Linked DNA regions of Triticum aestivum: region 2 is linked to region 1. The links are chromatin contacts, called in public Hi-C maps. All regions are on one chromosome and are shown on one strand. The core of a region is the stretch at or near the end of the contact, and the rest is flanking DNA. Distances in the headings are between cores, read along the strand shown. Region 1 holds the start of LOC123046602 (secretory carrier-associated membrane protein 6). Region 2 holds the start of LOC123046603 (receptor protein kinase-like protein ZAR1).

Evidence for each region. A called contact is a pair of places that touch in the nucleus more often than the background predicts.
Region 2: a Hi-C map of an unstated tissue shows a contact between it and region 1, with 5 times the contacts expected there. The contact joins the promoter of LOC123046603 here to the promoter of LOC123046602 in region 1. A contact is called at or near these places in 2 of 5 Hi-C or Micro-C datasets (leaf and an unstated tissue) and 1 of 1 datasets of contacts at active chromatin or transcription factors (leaf).

Annotation. Positions count from the first base shown.
Region 1 is chr2B:667,581,809-667,588,416 of IWGSC CS RefSeq v2.1, forward strand. LOC123046602 (secretory carrier-associated membrane protein 6) reads left to right here and starts at 2,647. Exons shown (of 12, transcript XM_044469999.1): 1 at 2,647-2,876; 2 at 3,019-3,138; 3 at 3,229-3,291; 4 at 3,371-3,404; 5 at 3,507-3,629; 6 at 3,789-3,851; 7 at 3,936-4,029; 8 at 4,530-4,575; 9 at 4,682-4,749; 10 at 5,301-5,349; 11 at 5,500-5,565; 12 at 6,341-6,608. The coding sequence starts at 2,817. The coding sequence ends at 6,373.
Region 2 is chr2B:667,959,816-667,966,423 of IWGSC CS RefSeq v2.1, forward strand. LOC123046603 (receptor protein kinase-like protein ZAR1) reads left to right here and starts at 2,546. Exons shown (of 2, transcript XM_044470000.1): 1 at 2,546-4,493. The coding sequence starts at 2,942.

The DNA of each region.
Region 1 (6,608 bases), core at 1,397-3,896:
GAAAACGGAAAAAATGCGTTATCATTTTTTTCTTCCGCGAGAGTCACGGTTTTGCTTCCGCGAGAGGCACGATTGTGATTTCGTGAGAGGCACGGGTGTGCCTCTTTCGGAAAGGGAAAAAACCCGTGCTCCTGGTTCGGTTTTTTCGTCTGTTTTTTCGGAAAAAAGTTCATCAAAACCTATCAATATGGGATCTAGTTTTGAAAATCTCGACGCGAGGAATCTAACGATGAAAGCGGTTTGAGATTTGGACGCACGGTTTATGAGATAAACCATTTTGAATAAACGGATCTAGGAAAAAAAGGGAAAACTCACATGTTGCGACAAGTGGCGCACATGTAGCGCACCACTTGTCACAAACCTGGCGAGGTTGGAGTGATATTTGCAACGAGTACTGCTCAACTAGTGATTTCGGCGAGTCGAGTCTTCTGACTAGCCGAAGCGCACGAGGGGATGAGCCGGCCCAGTTCAGGGAACACAGACTACCTCCATTTCTTTTCTGTTTTTTTTTTACGTTTTTATTTCGTTATTTGATTCCATTTTTAGTTTTGTTTACACATTTTGTTATTTCGTTTTATTTATTCGAAACATTGAACAAGTATTTGAGAAAAGTTGAACGTGTATTTGAAAAATGTTGAACAAGTTTTTGAAAAATGTTTAATAAGTATTGAACAATGTTGAATAAATATTTGTAAAATGTTGAACAAGCGTTCAGACAATGTTGAACGTGTATACAAAAAACAATCTTCAAAACACATTCAAAATAATGTTGAATAAGTATCGAAAAATATTGAACGTGTAGTTAAAAAATATTGAACCAGTATTTGGAAAAAAATGTTGAATGAATATTAAAATATTGAACAAGTATTAGGAAAATGTTGAATAAGCATTAAAAAAGGTTGAATGTTTATTTATAAAAAATTTAAAACAATTTAGAAAACAATTTCAAAAATGTTGAATAAGCATTCAAATGTTGAACAAGTATTAAAAAATGTTGAACAAGTATTTTAAAAATGCTGAATAGGCATTCAGACAATATTGAATGTGTATACAAAAAGTGTCGATCACCAACTAAAAAAAGTTTTTGACACATATGGAAATGTAGAGTGAAAACGAAACAAACATAAGAAAAACAAAAAATGGAGAAGAAAAATGGAAATCAAACAAAAAATAGAATAATGCAAAAAATGAACATATAATAACCAAATAAAAACAAAATGCAGAAATGAATGAAAAAAATAAAAGAAACATAATAAAAGAAAAAAATAAAATGGCTAGAGTAGCCTCAAGTAGGGCGCGCCCGTTTTTCTAAGCATAAGATGAACGTAGGTCGAGTGGTTCGCTCGGCGTGCACCCACCCGGATGACCCGAACCCGGGTTTGATCCCTCCTTCTCTCACTTCACCTGTTGTTTTTTAACGAATTGATGCGCGTAAATGGGCCAGCCCAATACATCGTGAGGCGGAAAACGCTTCATCGAAAGCTGTTATTTGTATCGCCGGAGCAACTAGTTAACGAGTGCTCCTTCAGGAGGCTCATAACGATCAACGCCACTTGGTGCGCTCTCAGCCGTCCGCCACATGTCGCGCTCTGGAAGCTCCCTCTGGATTTTGTTTTTTGTTTTTATTTTTCGCATGTGTTTTCAGCTTTTTAAACTGTTTTTTCAGGTTTTTTCGACGTTTCGGTTTTCCACCTATCTTCCTTAACTTTTGAAAAAAAATTATTTTTTTTGCTTTCGCGAGAGGCACGGTTTTGCTTTCACGAGAGGCACGGCCGTGACTCTCGTAAACGGGACAAACATGTTTTTTGTTTTTTTTCCTTCCGCGAGAGGCACAGTTTTGCTTTCGAAAGAGGCACAATTGTGCTTTCGCGAGAGGCACGGCCGTGCCACTCGAAAACGAAAAAAAACCTGTTTTCTGTTTTTTCCATTCCGAGAGAGGTTGCCTCCGCGAGAGTCGCCGTTGTGCGTGCCTCTTGGAAACGAAAAAAATACGCGTTTTCTGTTTTTTATCTTTCGCAAGAGGCACGGTTTTACTTCCATAAGAGGCATAGTTGTGCTTTCGGCAGAGGCACGGCCGTGCCTAAAAAAACCGCGTTTTCTCTTTTTTTCCTTCCACGAGAGACACGGTTTTGCTTCCGCGAGAGGCACGGTTGTGATTCCGTGATAGGCACGGCGTGCCTCTTTCAGAAAGGGATAAACCCCGTGCTCTCGGTTTTGGTTTTTTCGTCCAGTTTTTTCGTGAAAAAAAGTTTGTCAAAACCTATCAACATGGGATCTAGTTTTGAAAATCTCAACGCGAGGAATCCTACGGTAAAAATGGTTCGAGATTTGGACGCACGGTTAAGAGATAACACGTTTTGAATAAATAAATCTATGAAAAATGGGAAAACACACAGATTGTGACAAGTGGCTTACATGCAGCACGCCATTTGTAGCAACCTGTGAAAGTGGGAGTGATCTTTGCAACGAGTATTCTTTAACTAGTGATCTCATAGTATCGCTTAATGCGATAAATAGCAACCGCGCTAAACGGACTGATCACTGGGGGCTTAGAATGGGCTCTCGCAGTGGCACGGGCCATGGGCTTACTTGCCGGTGGTGCGCACCTGCGACGATGACGACGACCCGTGTGAAGCGGCCCGAACCCACGCCAGTCCAGTCGTGTCGCACTCCACCCCCGGAGAGGTCACGTGAAAAGCAGCACCAAGAAGGGAACGCACTGCTTGGACTGGAAGCGACCCGCGTCCACCACCGCCGCTTTCCCCGTCTCCCCCTCACCGCGCGGCGACGCCGAGCGACCCAGCGGCGAGCCCGGCATGCATCACGACCCCAACCCCTTCGACGAGGGCACCGCCGGCGACGAGAACCCCTTCTCCGTGAGCCGACCTCCCTTCTCCCCTCTCCCCTCTATCCGCTCATCTATCGCCCCTTTGTTTTGCGGAAAAACCCTTGCCGCCTACGACGGGGTAGTGGTTCGGCAGATCTGAACTCCCGCGTGCTCTTTCTGTCGCGCTGCAGAATGGAGGAGGCCGCGGCGGGAAGCAGCAGCACGGCTTCCGGCCGACCGAGCCCGTCGGCTTCGGCGGCGGCGGCAGCAGGGGCGACGCCACCGTCGACGTGCCCCTCGGCAACATGGGCGTAAGTCGCTTCACGCGCTGGTTATCCTTTCAGTTTTCCTTCACTCCGCGTTCGGCTGTACGAATCTGATGGTTGTGGTGCGCCGCGCAGGACTCGAATGGCAAGGCGAGGGAGCTCTCGTCGTGGGAATCAGATCTGAGGCGGCGTGAGGCGGTGGGGTTTACTCTCCTCTTTGCCCTTAATACTTTATTAGGTTGTGTGGTGTCTCACGGCCTTTGTTCTGTGGCTCCAGGATATCAAAAGGAGGGAGGAGTCGCTGAAGAATGGTGAGCCACTATTTCGTTGCTGGTGTCAATTGTGTTTCAGTTATGAGTCGTGTTAGCAGTAGTGTGCTTATTTTCTGCTTTCCTTTTCTTTCTTTGATGCAGCTGGAGTGCCCATGGAGGAGAAGAATTGGCCACCTTTTTTCCCGATTATCCACCATGACATCGCCAATGAGATACCTGCCAACGTGCAGAAGTTACAGTATCTGGCGTTTGCAAGCTGGCTTGGTATGTACTTGCTGACTGCTGGTAGTGCTTTTTTTTTTTTGGTATCACTCTAGTTTGTCGGTAGAATTATGCAATTGTGGTGTTATAGGCTGTAAATATGGTTCATGTCAGAGGCTCATGGTCATGATAGTTTCCATTTTGTGTTATTTTGATTTACAGGAATTGTGCTCTGCCTGTCCTGGAACTTTATTGCTGTCATAGTCTGCTGGATCAAGGAGGGAGGTGGGTTTTCATCACTACTTACGAATGCCTGGGTGTTCTTGTACATTGGCAGATGCTGAATGCTAGGATGGTTTATGCTTGCAGATTCAAAGCTGTTCTTCCTTGCTACAATCTATGCTTTGCTTGGAATTCCCCTTTCTTACTTGATGTGGTATCGACCCCTCTATCGTGCAATGAGGTATGCTATATCATGGTACCATTTTAGCACCTCCACCTATCACTGGAAAAAGGAAATCGGGAGTGAATTTATTATTTATTTTAGGGCTTTCCAGCTATGCACAAAGAACGTATTTCTTTTCCCTAAATGTTCTATGCAGACCTGCAATATTTACTAGCATTGTTTCCATCTAACGAAACTAATAAAGGACAGTTTATGTGAGTTCAAAACTGCTGCATAATTTCCTTGAAAATTTTCTTATCTACACAATTCATGATGCTGTGATAGCTACGACAGTTACAAAAATATTTTGGTGGACCTGCACCAGCTAGGAAGCTACACATAATTGTTTCCATTTCATGTATCAGTGACCAATTGATGTGTATAGTCGTTCTAAGATGATAGTATGACAAATTTTAGAGGTGCCTGCATTTTCAGTCCAATTGTTTAACAAGAGAAAACTGAACTGTGTATTATTATGTGTGGAAGCATCTGATATGTTCATTTACTTATTTAAACAGGACTAACAGTGCATTCAGTTTTGGATGGTTTTTCCTGTGTTATCTGGTAAGATCTGCCTGCAAAGCTTATTTAACTTACTCTTGACATTTCAACTGTTCTAATAATTATTCTTATCACACGGCCACTTTCTTCATCTTGTTGTTTGGTGCAGATCCACATTGGTTTTTGCATAATTGCTGCCATTGCTCCGCCAATTGTATTCCAAGGGAAATCATTAACGTAAGCTACCGCTACTTTTATTCAGTTAACATCGTAATTACTGTGGTAAATTTCTATTGCACCAATGTTACTATTTGGAACAACTGGCCACGACCACACTATGAGGGTATTTTTATTGAAACCAACAGGATGTTAACAATTAATAGAAGTCAAACTTGTATACATAATAGTTGTATATGTGGTTTCACTATTCTGTGGCTTCCATAGTATTGAGACAGCTGTATTTCTGAATTGCTTGTTTCACTAGTATGTGCCTACAAGATTGGTAATAAATTGTTTGCGTATGCTCTTCTAACATGATCTACTGCCAGTGTTCTGGACGGGCTGACTGACAGTTGAATATCTTAGCATCTGATGGAATATATTATCATTCTACATTGTATTCAACCAGTATGTATGTAGCCGGTTTATATTGAGTATTGACTATTGAATGGATGCCTGTTATTTTTTAGCTTGAGACCAATGTCTTCATCTATTCATAGGTAGCCACTATTGGAAGTACGGAAGTTTCTTCTTAATTACATTGCTAAGCTTTCTACTTTTCTCTCCAGGGGCATATTGGCCGCGATCGACACTTTCTCTGAGCATTTGATAATTGGGGTGAGAACATTGTTCCTTTCACACCTCCTTGCAGTGAGCTCGACATGTTTTGCCTACGATCTCTTGAATATGCCAAGAGCACTTTGAAGTAACTTTATCTCCAAGTATCCAACTTATAGGGCATTAAGTATCAAATATTTGCTTCTGCAGATCTTCTACTTCGTGGGGTTTGCACTATTTTGCTTGGAGACACTGCTGAGCATCGGGGTTCTTCAGGTCAGAGATAATTTCGCAGTTTAACATCCTCTGGCCTTCTATTGGTTTATCTTTTGGCTGTTCTTATGTATTTTCTTTGTATGCTCATATACTGGTCATCTAGGGCATGAAATGCAGGGGCTAGTAGGTGTTCCGTATATTTCACTTTTTATGGATTATTATGTGTATTTAATTCACAGCAACTGAATGCAATTTTCTATTTCATATGTTGCATAACTTACAACCTTTTGTTCTAAATCTAGTAAACTTCGCCAAGACCACAAGTATGCTTATAGCTGTGCCTCTGCCTAGTTGAGAAATAATTGTCATAATTTTCTGCACGGAAAAGTATTATACTAGTAAAATTTGTTGTACAATATGTGTAACATATGATGTGCTAGTTGCCTATGTGGGTGTCCGATAAAGATGTAGAATTTGCAAAACTTCTAAGCATTTGTTGTAGCACGGGAACGTACTAAAACAAATACATCTGGGCACACAGATCCCTAGGTGGGCATCCAGTAAAAATGTCAGGGGGTGCTGGCTCCTGTGAGATCATGAGGATTCCTGTGATAGTACATATCTTTTTGTTTGGGCATCATTCTTGATGGGCATGCAAATAAATGAAACGTCGATGTCTTAATCGATAGGTCATAACCCGTTGCATAACAAGCAATTTGTTGTGAGCAACTGCTTTATTTGTGTTTGGTCTGTTATCATGCTACTTGTTCAGATGCGTTGTGCGAGAATACAGTACTAATACAATTTTCCTTTCTTTATTCCTTGGTGGTCACAGAAAGTATACATGTACTTCCGAGGGCATAAGTGAAGCGGTCTGGGATGGAAAGTTTTCCGAAGTCTATAAGCAGCAGTGATTGTGTCCATATGTGTCAGTACACCTTGAGTCTGTTCTGTTCTGCCAAAGGTTGTCGAAAAATGCTTCTGAGCCTGAATGGAGTATGGAAGGTAGCCCTGCTACTATAGGATGTTCTCTATGGGGTGTTGAGATTCTTTATATGCTGTACTTCGTGTGTTATCTGGTAGATCTCCTGCAAGTTTGGCAT
Region 2 (6,608 bases), core at 1,296-3,795, 380 kb after region 1:
TGCATTCTCAGCAAGGGCTTGGTGAACCATCCACTTCTTTCTCTTTAAGGCCTCATGGACAAGGGGGGCTGTCTTTGGGACTCCTCCCATCCATCCATGGCTCGTTCTAGGAAGGCGCCTTGGCCCAATTGTCTATGGTGATTCAGGTGCATGCGTAGAAAATCTCCATGTCCATGGCATCAAAAGGGTTGCCCATGCCAACCCAAAACTTGGTCAGATTGGCCCACTCAAGCCATATTCAGCGCAACTGCAATTCCCTCACAAATTTCTCGAGATGGAGAATACCAAGGCTCCCAAGGTGGGTGGGGTGGCACAAAGTTTAGTGCAAGGTGAGGACAAACTTGACCAAAGTAGTTCGACCAATCATAATGATATTCTTCCCCTGCCATGGAGGGAGCTTTGCCGCAATTTATCCTCGAGCAGTTCGGAGTGCACTTTCTTGAGTTCCCACATAGAGAGTGGTAGGCCAAGATATGTGATCGGGAAAGAAGTTCGCATGGTCAGCAAGTTTTGTAGGGTCTCATCAAGGTTGAGGTCGCCGCATCAAATAGGTACCACATAGCTCTTTGAAAAGTTGGTGGAAAGACCAGTCACCTCACAAAAAAAGTTCAAAATGGCTGCTAGATTTTGGACGTCCTGCTTGATTGTGGCAACAAAGATAGCAGTGTCGACAACATAAAGCAGGTGCAGAAGGTGGCTCCTATTCTGCTAATCTTGTGCAGAAGGTTGTGCAGAATATGAAAATGTTGGTGCAAAGAGAAAAAGAAGAAGATCAAAGCCATGTTTCCAACACATAAGGGCATCTCCAACACAGATCCAGAAACCAAACACCACATCTTTCTGCCAACCGGGGGGTGGAGTTCGTCGACACTGATGAGGGAGCTGGCCATCCAACTGTAGCTGCTTACATTTTGGAAGAAATTTAACGAAAGTGAACAAATCTGATGCATATTTAAACAAATGAGGCGATAATCATTCGTACTTGGATAAATTTACATAAAACCAGATGGTTTTCACCTAAACCAGAGCAAATTAAATACATTTCGACATATTTCAACTAAACCATGCTCTAAACCTAGTCTAAATGATCGTTGTTGCCTGTTCCCCATGTTTAGAAGGCCATAAGCCCCGGGAACTGAAGCTCCACCTCCGCAGTCTGCAAGCGGCTAATCGACCGACGATGATGAGCCCTCCAAGCTTGGTTGAACGGGAGAGGAGGAGTGGTGACCTTCCTAGGACCCGAGCATCGGCGACCTCCCATATTGTACTCTTCCTTGCTGCTGGCGACACCCGTGTAGGTGTCGGCTTTGTGGTCGTGGAGGCAAGGTGCGACCGTGGCGGTGCTGGCGACCTTGTCATCTCTCTTGCCACACACTTTATCCGCCGCCTCGAGCGGTAGGAGTCGAGCAGTGCCTCCTGCTCGGCCACATTCACGTCGGGTATGATGGTCGTGCCGGCGGCGAGTTGCTCCTCCGTGCGTCAATGCTCGTCGAGGAGGCGAAGGTTGTACTCTTGGTCGGCCTGCGCCTGCCGTAACACGGCCTCCCGCTCTGCCAACACCATGTCGGTGTAGTGAGCACATGCCTCATCCATGGTGATGCCGGCATGGGACGACGAGGATGGTGGCACTGGCTCGGCGGCGGCCACCTCTTCCTTTGGGGTCTCTGCACCGCTGGCCTCTGGTGAGCTCGTTCGTCTGTCGGCCGGCCAGCCGGCGGCAATGTCGGTGATCTCCTTCTTCTGCTCGGACGAGAGGCTGCCCCAAAGGGCTTTGGATCACGAGGAGGCCATGGCGGGCGTGGTGCCGAGAGGAGAAAGGGAGCGGAGGAGGTTGGATGAGGCACTCGTCGGCCCTGGAGTTTAAATAGTGGGCGTATGGCAGGGCAAGCGACGAGGTGGTTAATGGTGGGCAGCAAATAGATGGAAAAGAGGCGCGGGGGCAGGTTCCTCGACAACCCACATGTTTAATGTAGGGAGGCGGACCGACGAGATGTCGATTGAACATGGAGCAGTCGCGTGCACCAGGAAGCGGCGCGGGCAACGCTGTCGGCCGGCGAGCGCTTCAATACCAGAGTGACGTGAAAGGTCGCGTCCGCTCTGGGCGGGAATGACTGCGGTTCTGACGCTCTGGAGCGGCGCTGACCAGTTCGCGCGAGAAAGCGCCTGGGCGGCGGAGAGGGTTTTTGTGGAGGAAGCGCCCCCCCCCCCCCCCCCTCGGGTTTGTTTTTGGTTTGCGGGAAAAAGGACATTCGGACCGCCGAGCGAATTGATACAGCTCCGCCTTGGATGGCAAAACACGTCCGGACCGTGCAATCGAGACGGTTGCGGGCGGTTTGAAGGTCAGTGTTCGAGATGCCCTAACATAAGCAGATATTATTGGTTCTATATATTGTGAGATGCATATGGCAAACGGCAAGTGCACGAACAGAGCTGACTCACTCACTCACCTCACCAACCAGGCCACCTAAAGTCCATACCCACAGGAATGATTACCTGGCCGTCCTCCAGTCTTTGGCTCACCGCAACGTCCTTCATCATACTCTACAGTCTAGCCACGAACCGCACATACACACAACTTTGCTTCCCTTGTACTCCCCTCCCCTGCACGTCTCTCTCTAGCTACAACGAGCTCCATTACCACATCTGGGGCCCTACCCACTCTAATGAAGACAGCCACCACTAACCATCTTTCCACACATAACCACTTCCTCACTAGCATAGCATGCCAACGAAAAGGAGAAGAATTCCATCACCACTAGCTCGCTCGCATGCACGCCTTCGAAATCCAAGGTGTCCACTCAATTCCAACTGCAGTGCTGCCGCAGATCTGTCGGTTTCTATAACCTCTAACCTCTGCTGCCGCACCTCTCTGTAGCCACTGACAGTCAGTGTTAGCCAGAGACACACGCTGACACAAACAATAGAAGAGTTTGTTTTGCTCATGAGGACAGTCCCGACCACGATTCTCCTCCTGCTGCTGCTCCTCGCATTGCCGCCGCCGGCGGCCGTGGCGCTCACCGACGACGGCCTCGCGCTGCTGGCCTTCAAGGCGGCCGTGACCGACGACCCGGCATCGGTCCTCGCGAAGTGGTCCGAGTCGGACGCCGACCCGTGCCGGTGGCCTGGCGTCACCTGCGCCAACATCTCGTCGCAGCCGCGCGTAGTCGGCCTGGCCGTCGCCGGGAAGAACGTGGCCGGCTACATCCCCTCGGAGCTCGGCTCGCTGCTCTTCCTCCGCCGGCTCAACCTCCACGACAACCGCCTCACGGGCGGCATCCCGGCCGCTCTCTCCAACGCATCCTCGCTCCACTCCATCTTCCTCTACAACAACGCGCTCACCGGCAAGCTCCCGATGGCGCTCTGCGACCTCCCGAGGCTGCAGAACCTCGACGTGTCCAGGAACTCGCTCTCCGGCGAGCTGCCGCTCGACCTCCGGAATTGCCGGAGCTTGCAGCGTCTTATCGTCTCCAGAAACACCTTCTCTGGGGAGGTGCCCGCCGGTGTTTGGCCGGAGTTGTCCAGCCTGCAGCAGCTCGACCTCTCCTCCAATGCTTTCAACGGCTCCATCCCGCCGGACCTCGGCCAGCTCCCCAAGCTCTCCGGCACGCTCAACCTCTCGCACAACCAGTTCTCCGGCATCGTGCCGCCGGAGCTCGGCCGCCTCCCGGCGACCGTCACCCTCGACCTCCGCTTCAACAACCTCTCCGGCGCCATCCCGCAGACGGGCTCCCTCGCCAGCCAGGGCCCCACCGCGTTCCTCAACAACCCCGCTCTCTGCGGCTTCCCGCTCCAAGTTGCCTGCCGAGCCGTCCCACCGCCGACGCAATCTCCGCCGCCACAGAACACCAGTTCATCAACAGCCTCCGCCTCTAACGACAGCCAGCATCAGCCAATTAAATCAAGCCTGATAGCGCTCATCTCCGTCGCCGACGCCGCCGGTGTCGCCCTCGTCGGCATCATCTTGGTGTACATATACTGGAAAGTCAAGGACCGGAGGGAAGGCCGCGGCGGCCGTGGGCGTGCAATCGCTGAAGACGACGACGATGATGATCGGAACAAGGGGCTGTGCGGCTGCATTTGGGGCCGCCGCGGCAGAGGCTGGGCGGACGGCTCGGATGGCTCGTCGGACGACGAGGAAGGAGGAGACGGCAAGTGCAGCGGCGCCGATGGGGAGCTTGTAGCGATCGACCGGGGATTCCGGATGGAGCTGGACGAGCTGCTCCGGTCATCTGCGTATGTGCTGGGGAAGGGAGGGAAGGGGATCGTGTACAAGGTGGTGGTGGGCAATGGCTCGACGCCGGTGGCCGTTCGGCGGCTGGGCGGCGGCGGTGGTGGCGCCGAGAGGTGCAAGGAGTTCAGGGCGGAGGCGCGGGCGATGGGGCGGGTGCGGCACCCCAACGTGGTGCGGCTGCGCGCTTACTACTGGTCACCGGACGAGAAGCTCGTCGTCACCGACTTCGTCGGTAACGGCAACCTCGCCACCGCGCTGCGTGGTAAGTAAAAGTAACACCGGTCAACTCTTTTTTTTTAACAAACACCGGTCAACTCGCTTACTGCTCTTTCGCTTTGAACGAGACTTTTTACTGCTCCTGGTAGTATAACTTGAAGCCAAACTCGGGTAGAATAGTAAATCATCTTAATAGAGTGTGTGTTAAAGTACTCCTTTTATTTTTATGTTGCTTGAGTACGTATTAAATGCACGACAACAGCTTTGAAATGTGGTATATTCCCTCTGTAAAAATATAAGATCTTTTATATATCACTAATAATACAACCAATGATGACATGTGGCAAGAATTTCAGTGCACGGGAAGGGTCATAACTTTTGCCAAACAAAAAACATACAGTTAGGGTATGGTTCCTCCTTATTTAATCCATGACACATCATAAATTTCGACGTCTCCTACCCACCCATCCGCCACTCCTTACCCTCCTCTTCCGCCTCCCTACTCATCGTCGCCGGGCAAAGCTCGTGCGGCAGCAGCTGCGGCAGGGCATTTTCCTTCGCATGCAGCTAACGATGTCTACGCGTGGAAGGTCGAATCGATGTTTGCACATGGTCCACTAGCACCTCGGGCATGGATTTGGCGTGTGGCCGGAGCATGGATCAAGCGTAATCGCGTCGCACCTCGGCGTGTGGCCCCTCTCGGACGTCTCTAGGGGAACTCTGACGTCGGCAGTGGCGCTCGCATGGCGTGGTGGCTGGGACATGCGGATCTGACATACCCCGGTGTGTCGATCGATGAGGAGGGGGCAGGCGTGGGTTGGTGCAGCTCGCGGCGGCGATTCATGTCGAATCATGCGGGTCCGGTCCGGTGCACCGGACATCGGATCGGTCTCCTGGTGAGGTTGTGCAAGGCCTCATGCTCCTCTCCCCCATTGTTGCGGACAAGCCCTGCCAAAGCCAACTTTGGCTCTGTCATGGGCCGGATTGAGCATTGCATCTTAGTGGCACAAACGCAACCATCGGCGAGAAGGAGGTGCGGCAATGGTCGGAAGCAACGCGGTGGTGTCTTCCCTTCTCGTGATTTCTCCTTTGGCCTGCCTAATTCTATGTGAGCATTGCGATATAGAGATGGATGGCGATTATGGTGGCGGACATAGCTCCGGGGTGACAACGCGACAGTGTCAAAATCCCCATGTAGTCACCTTCTTGAAGGTGTTGGTTTTATTTGAGGGTTATAGCCCCTGGTCTGGTCTGACGTCTTGTTAGACCAATTAACATTGGCGTGCGAGCTCGATTTCTTCTTTAGGACGGTGTTTGAAGCTTTGTGGCCTATCCTCGGGAAAAAAAGACCCACTCTACCGCCATGTTAGACAGAATCAAACAAGCACTTAATATGTTACTCGCTCCGTACAAAAATATAAGAGCGTTCAGATCACTACTTTAGTGGTCCAAATGCTCTTATATTTCTTTACAAGAGTTAGTATTACACATAATTCACACGTGTTTTCCCACTCTTTTCCAAAGTCAAAAAATAACAGGAACGCCACTAAAGTCAAACTATAACCGGTTGGATTTTGATCAAATGTCTCAAAACCTTGACTAGACCAACATATATAGGATAGAAACAAGTGTACGCATGGTTGGTAAAAAATCCCCGGCCGGGATCGGCTCTCGGTGGCAAACGAACCACCTGCCTGCCGTGCGACCGAGGCATCATCCCATCAACAGTTTCCTAACGGACGACGGACCGGTCAGGCGATTCGATCCACTGCAAGACAAGCGGCGAGAGCGAAAGCTTCCAAACACCGCACCGACCTGTCCCCCCGGACGGAGATGGACCACACTCTGCCATCCATGCCGGGCATCCGCTGTCGACCGGATGGATGGATGGTTCCAGTGACATGCAAAAAAAAAAACATTTCTGCCTCATGCTCTCCAATGGCCCTGTTTGGATCATGGGGTTAGAGTTAGTTGGAGGCTCAAATAACCTAAAAGTATCTGAACATGAAGGGTTAGAGTGGGTTAGTTCCATCTAACCCAACTATTCCGGTGAAGAGGTGCTTACTTGGGTTAGATTGGGTTAGAAAATAACTCTAACTGTGTTAGGGTATCCAAACAGGGCCAATGACAGCAGCGAGCTGTTGCTTTCTGCTTGAAAACT